Regions from separate parts of the Sus scrofa genome. Here region 1 is linked to region 2. A link is a contact called in public HiChIP or PLAC-seq data. All regions are on one chromosome and are shown on one strand. The core of a region is the stretch at or near the end of the contact, and the rest is flanking DNA. Distances in the headings are between cores, read along the strand shown. Region 1 holds the start of ADO (2-aminoethanethiol dioxygenase). Region 2 holds the start of NRBF2 (nuclear receptor-binding factor 2).

Region 1 (3,605 bases), core at 311-2,810, 310 kb before region 2:
AATATTCCTCACTTTAGAAAAAGATCGCATGGGATTTCACTATGTGGTGAACTTTGACAGTACATTTACGTACCTTACCAACAGCCTGGGAACCTCTGAAAATATATAAATCTTAAGAGTCCTTTTCTAAAACAAATAATCACCCTCTCAATCAAAATTATCAAATATTGGATTTTCCCGTAGTGTCTCAGTGGTTAGCAAATTTGACTAGACTCCATGAGGATGCAGGTTCAATCTCTGGCCTCGCTCAGTGGGTTAAGGATCTGGCATTGCCCTGAGCTCTGGTGTAGGCTGCAGACACAGCTGGGATCTGGCATTGCTGTGGCTGTGCCTGTAGCAGCAGGAGGCTACAGCTCCAATTAGACCCCTAGCCTGGGAACTTCCATATGTCGCGGATGTGGCACTAAAAAGACAAAAAAAAAAAAATTACCAAATATTAAGAACTGGTTCACTGTTCACAGATCTAGCAGTGGTTCTCTAACCTGGCTGACAATTAAGAATAACTTAAAGAGCATCTTAAAAATAAAAGTTCTGGGCTTCACACCAGTTCGTATGAATCAGAATCTCTTGGGTTTCACTTCCAAATCTTTATTTTTATAAAGCTCCCAGGGGCTTCTGATGAGTAAGCAAGTCCAGAATGACTGCTACTCTACTCCATTATACAAGTGAATAAACTGAGGACCTAAAAGGAAAGGGTCTCCTAAAGACGGACAACTTGTAAAGTAGGACCGTGGGCTGAAAAAACAATATTCTAACTCCTTATTTAATGCTTTTAACACCAATTTGAGCTGCTAGTTTTGGTAAAACGTTGATTAGGCTATCTATATCGGTTATTTACTACCCCCTAGAAACTTACTTATTCATCTGAAAACTGGGAATAATAATGTTTACCTCTTGAGATTGCTGTGAGGATTAGTATAATATTCATTAGATAACGGATGGGAACACAATGCCTGCCTTAGAGTGAACACTCATTAGATACGTTAGGAAGCCCACTTTAAAAAAAAAAAAATTATAAATAAAAAGCATTCCTTTTTTAACTAGAGAGACTTTACTGAACCACTCTAATTACAAAATGAACAAGAAACCAATGTTTAGCTTTGGAAATCCAAAAGGACTTTAAACTCAGGGTAAGGTTAAGTTCAAGAGCTTGCCTGATTCTCGCACAACACTTGTTTCTCACAGGATGCCTCAAAATAATCTCTGGATGAAGACCAGGAATCTGCATTTTTAAAACGCTCCCTCCTCCTCTAACCAGGTGCTTCTTAGGCAAACTAACGTTTGAGAACCATTAGTACAGGGACTCAGTGACCGCAGCAAATGGCCTCTCAAGTTCTAGCAAAAAAACTGCCGTGCTCTGTAATCAGAAAAGCAGCGTCATCAGACCCCAATGCAAACAACAGCTGGGGACGGCTGTGTAAAATAACTGTGCTGATTACCAGGAACAGCTCGACACTCTGATCTCCTAAGAAACTTGGAAAATCGCAAAAGTGCGGTTCCGTAATCCCGTGGCAGACAGAGCTGCCTGAGCGGCCACAAGGAGCTAAAGTTAACCCAACAGCCTCCTTCCCAGGGCTAAGGCCACAGGAAAGCGACCTTGGTTGATTGACCAGGCCCGGGCGGCGCCAGAAGGTTAACGACCCTCTTGCCCTGTTCCTTGAGGCGGCCAAGAGCCTTCACCACACAACAGGCCAGCTGCCGGAAGTGCGTCACCCCAACCTGCTGGGGAATGCTGGGAGATGTAGTGAACTGGCTACTTCTCTTATACCCCAACTTTTTCTTCAAACAGCAAACACCATGGAACCGTAATGAAGGTAGCTCTTAACACCAACAAATCTAATCCGTCCTTTTTCCAGCTGACAAAGAGAACTCTCTCAGAGCGCATGCGGAATATCAGACTACAAGTCCCAGGATGCTCTGCAAGGCACCAGGTCCGCCTGGCTACCGCCGTAGGTGCGGGCCGCATGAATGGAGCTTCGGGCGTAAGGCAAAGCCCAAGACCGTCTGCGCGGCCGGTACCTGCTCCCGGAGCGTGAGTGCTGGGTGTGGGCCGTGCGCGTGCGCGCTCAAAGGGGGCGCAAGGCGGGCGCGTCCGGCCGTTGCGGGCGTGTGGCTGCTGGGGTAGGCGGCTGTAGTGCCGCGCGCCCGACTGGCCGGGAGTTGCGGGGCCTTCTGCCTCGCGCGGAGCTGCGGGCAGCCGTGGCGGCCGCCGGGGACCGCAAGGGGCGAAGGAAAGCTGGGGGCGGAGGGGGCCGGCCTCGGCATGCGGAGGAACAGCAGAGCATGCCCCGAGACAACATGGCCTCCCTGATCCAACGGATCGCCCGCCAGGCATGCCTCACCTTCCGGGGCAGCGGGGGCGGCCGCAGCTCTTCCGATCGCGGCGCGGCGCCAGGCCCTGAGGCGCCTGTGCCGCAGGGCTTCCCGGAGAACCTGAGCAAGCTGAAGAGCCTGCTGACACAGGTCCGCGCAGAGGACCTGAACATCTCCCCGCGCAAGGCCACGCTGCAGCCGTTGCCACCCAACCTGCCGCCCGTCACCTATATGCACATCTACGAGACTGACGGCTTCAGCCTCGGCGTGTTCTTGCTTAAGAGCGGCACATCCATCCCGCTCCACGACCACCCTGGCATGCATGGCATGCTCAAGGTGCTCTATGGCACCGTGCGCATCAGCTGCATGGACAAGCTGGAGGCAGGCAGCGGGCAACGGCCGCGGGCCCCGCCACCAGAGCAGCAGTTCGAACCGCCGCTGCTGGCCCGGGAGCGGGACGCGGTGCGGCCGGGAGTGCTGCGCTCGCGGGCCGAGTACACTGAGGCCAGCGGTCCCTGCGTCCTCACGCCGCACCGGGACAACCTGCACCAGATCGACGCTGTGGATGGGCCTGCCGCCTTCTTGGATATCCTGGCCCCGCCCTACGACCCGGACGACGGCCGGGACTGTCACTATTACCGGGTGCTGGAGCCTGTCAGGGCCAAAGAGGCCTCCGACTCGGCCTGTGACCTGCCCCGAGAGGTGTGGCTTCTGGAGACCCCGCAGGCCGATGACTTTTGGTGCGAGGGGGAGCCCTATCCAGGTCCCAGGGTCTTCCCTTGAAGCCGCCGGCGCCCGGGAATGGTGGGCCGAAGACACGCCCTACTCAGATCTGGGCCTGGCTGGCTGCGACCACCATAAGGGCTCTCTTCCTACCCCCAGGCATGAGCGTTGGATCTACTGGAACTGGCTGTAGCCGCTTCCTCAGGAGCCTGGGGAAGCGCAGGCGACTGGACTGCAGCCACCCGGCACGGTTATGGGGGCGGGATAGGCGGGGAAGCTAGGTTGTTTCCTGGTTTCCCGGCTCTGTCACTGCCACCCGGGTTTTGAAGGGGGGCGGGGGGCAGGGGACTTATCTGCAGCGCTTCCATCCTAAAGCCATAATGAAAATTTTCTTTACCCCATCGTATACAAAATACACTAAATAGTTTTCTCCGCCCCCTCTTTGGGTAAATAGGGTTTGTGTTCCACTTACGTCCTTACACCCTTTTACTCCTTACTGTTACAGTTCTAACGTAATGACTGCATGACCCAGTGGTTTGAATTGTTTTTAGTTCAAGTCATGGGTAAAA
Region 2 (3,470 bases), core at 916-3,415:
CCCAGGCTAGGGGTCTAATTGGAGCTATAGCTGCCAGCCTACACCACAGCCACAGCAATGCCGGATCCTTCACTCACTGAGCGAGGCCAGGGATCGAACCCGCAACCTCATGGTTCTTAGTCGGATTCATTAACCACTGAGCCACGACGGGAACTCCAGGTGAGTGATTTTAATTTAAAGATCGTGGATTCAAGTCCCAATCTCGGTTTAGGCTGGGTTCAAGTCCTGGCATGTGGGTTCAAGTCCCAGTCTGGGTTCTGGCTAAGTTCAAGTCATAAATGCTGTCAGTTTCTGCTCCCTACACTTCAAGGAAAGCAGCTTGGATAACTCTAACATCTTTGTAGGTCTGGGACCTCTTCCTTTGATGGCCTCAGCATGAAGAGCATGCTCTTCAAAGCTTGTGGTTGGTCAGGCCAACAGCATGACAAGTGGCAGAGAACAGAGATGGCAGATGTAATGTCCATGTCACCATTTGGACATGGTTGCATATATCTAATTCATCTCCTCTTTTGCTGATCTGGATGAAGTTGTTCTCAAACACACACTCCTCCTTGTCCCACTGTTGCTGAAGTTCCCCTTAGAGGTATCAAACCTGCCCACTGCACAACCTGCCACCTTGGGAGTGAAGGGGTGACACAGATTCACAGCTCATGGTTATAGTTTATCAAGAAAGCCCTGCCTCTGGATTTTACTCCCTGAAGGGGGTCTTAATAGTTTTTTTTTTTTCTTTTTATGGCCACACCTGCAGCATATGTAAGTTCCCAGTCTAGGGGTCAAATTGGTGCTACAGCTGAGGCCTATGCCACAGCCACAGCGATGCCAGATCCCAGCTGCATCTGTGACCTATGTTGCAGCTTGCAGCAATGCTGGATCCAGGGATAGAACCTGCATCCTCTCAGAGAAAATGTTGGGTCCTTAATCTACTGAGCCACAGCAGGAACTCCCAGTTTTCTTTGCTGTATAATAAATTACCACAAACTTAGTGGCTTACAGCAACAAACATTTATTACCTGACAACTTCCACAGGTCAGGAATTGGGAAATGGCTTTGATGAGTCCTCTGCTCAGGGTCTCACAAGGCTGCAGTCAAGGTTTAGGCCAAGACTGGGGTCTCAACTAAAGCTTATGGTCCTCTTCCTAGCTCACAAGATTTTTTTTTTTTTTCCATTTTTGGCTGTCCTGTGGCATACAGAGCTCCTGGCCAGGGATCAGATCCAAGCTGCAGTTGCAGCAACTCTGGATCCTTAACCCACTGTGCCGAGCAGGATCGAACTTCGTCCCAGCACTTCCAAGATGCTGCTGATCCCATTGCACCACAGCAGGAGCTCCTCACAAGACTTTTGAAATAATTGCTTGAAGTTGCAAAACTTATGGTGCCTCTATCACAGCTAGCTGTTCCCTTTACAGCGTAAATCACCTTTCTTTTTTTTTTAATTAATGAATTCCTTGACAGAGAACCTACCATAGTAGTTGTGACCCATATTTTTTTCATTTGTTGTTTGCAACTTGAGGGCAGCGTTCTGAATCATTCATGTTTGTGTCTCTCTCTAGCAGGGTGTAGTCCAGTGCATGGTTTAGTTCACACTCAAACTTTACTTTTTTTTTGTCTTTGTCTTTTTAGGGCTGCACCTGCAGCATATGGAGGTTCCCAGGCTAGGGGTCTAATCAGAGCTGTAGCCTCCTGCCTATGCCACAGCCACAGCAACACCAGATCTGAACCACGTCTGCGACCTGCAGCACAGCTCACGGCAACGCTGGATCCTTAACCCACTGAGCGAGGTCAGGCATGGAACCCACAACCTCATGGTTCCCAGTGGGATTCGTTTCCACTGCGCCAGGACGGGAACACCAAACCTTACTTTGAAAATAAATCAGGTGGGAACGTGAGAGAAAAGGAGTTGTGATAAAGCTGAGTGAATTGGGGAAAAGCTGGGCGGGGAGTAAATCTGACACACGAAACAAGAAGACAGCCCTTTAGCTGAAATTGCAACAAAAAAGCTGTACCTCCTCACGTGACTTTTGAGGTGTCTTCAAGAAGCTCAAGCTATGCCTCGCGCGAGAGAAAAGATAGCTCGCGAGAAAGTATCCGTCGGTGCCCCGCCTTCCCTGAGCCCCACCCACTCCCTGTCCTCACTCCCACCTTGAACCAGCGCGTGTGACGCCGTGACGTGTGCGTGCCTGCAGCGCAGGGGGCGGGCCCGCGGCGCGGCGCCGGAGGAGGAAGTGGTTTGGTTGTTGCTCAGTCTGCGCCCGCCGCTGGCTCCCGGGGCGCGGAGCGGGGCCGCAGTAGCTGTCGCTGCGTCGCGCTCTTCTGTTGTACACTTCCATGTGCCCGGGCTCCGCCGCTCCCCTTCCTCAGGCCGCCGCTTACCCCGGGGTCTATGGAAGTAATGGAAGGACCCCTCAACCTGGTGAGTGGCCCACGGAGGTTTGCGTCCGTCCTCGGGCGCCTTTGCCTCAGAAGTCCGGTCTGGCGTACCGCTGGCGTGGATTTAGCGAGGGTGGTCCTAAAGGTTGAGGGGAGCAGGCAGGCACGGCCCTACAGCGGCTCTAGCCAAGCAAGCCACTGCAGACTGCCCCTTGGGGGATCCCTGAGAAGCTCCCACCTCTGGTTTCCCGCCGCCTCCAGGTTTCCCCTACCCCTTGACCCACGGCCCTGGGCGAGGGGCTCCCACCACCGAGGGCGGCCACCTCTCCAGGCCGGAGGAAATGCCTCCAAGCGCCACGTAACCATCTCTCTTGCTGTCTGGAGAGGCACTGCTGCCCGGCCAGGGCAGAAATGGTATGTAATATTGGTTCTAACTTCTAACACAGGGTCTGAAGTCTGAGCCTGGAGAGATGGAGCATATTCTTCTCTACCCTCGTTTCCCTTAACTCATTTCTCACCTATATTCAGATGCATAAACTGAGAGTCTCCCTTTTCAAATAAATTAGACAGCTGGGGAAAGCCATCCCTGTTTTTAGCTGTTTCACTACTATAGTCATCAAGAAAATATGGTAGATGTTTGCCTTTCTCAGGAAAGGTGTTGATAGCTCATTTACTTGTTAGGTTTTTAGGCATCTCAGGTGTTGCGATTAAAACAACGAGAAATACGAGTTCTTTTCCACCTGGCCACTGCAACTTTTGGTTTCCCAGGAGGCTCTGTATTTTGGACACGAAAGTTAGATTACTTAAAGTTGCAAACAGACAACAGGAACTTTTTGCAGTTCAGCTGCGATGGTGGGATTGGAAAAATAGGATGTATGGAAAATTAGTTCCTCAGGTTGGAACTATGAGAACACTCTTGTGGTGGAAGAGCCCTGGGCTGGATTTATACCATTTTATAGAGAAGCAGTAGCCCCTGGTGGTTTAAGAGTATAGATTCTGGACCTAAACTGCTTGGAATTGAATTCTGGCTTTGTCACTTAATAACTATGTGACCTTGGGCAAATTAGTTGACCTCACTCTTTTTTTGTGTGTGTGAGGATTGA

What was found. HiChIP or PLAC-seq counts read pairs in DNA pulled down with a chosen protein or histone mark.
Region 1: a contact with region 2 is called in an H3K27ac HiChIP or PLAC-seq map of alveolar macrophages. The contact joins the promoter of ADO here to the promoter of NRBF2 in region 2. A contact is called at or near these places in 2 of 5 promoter capture datasets (fetal liver and liver), 3 of 47 Hi-C or Micro-C datasets (epiblast stem cells, heart right ventricle and liver) and 2 of 2 datasets of contacts at active chromatin or transcription factors (alveolar macrophages and skeletal muscle).

What each region holds. Positions count from the first base shown.
Region 1 is chr14:66,275,664-66,279,268 of Sscrofa11.1, forward strand. ADO (2-aminoethanethiol dioxygenase) reads left to right here and starts at 1,561. Exons shown (of 1, transcript XM_005671024.3): 1 at 1,561-3,605. The coding sequence starts at 2,284. The coding sequence ends at 3,096.
Region 2 is chr14:66,588,142-66,591,611 of Sscrofa11.1, forward strand. It overlaps NRBF2 (nuclear receptor-binding factor 2), which reads left to right and starts at 2,166. Exons shown (of 4, transcript XM_001925540.5): 1 at 2,166-2,410. The coding sequence starts at 2,381.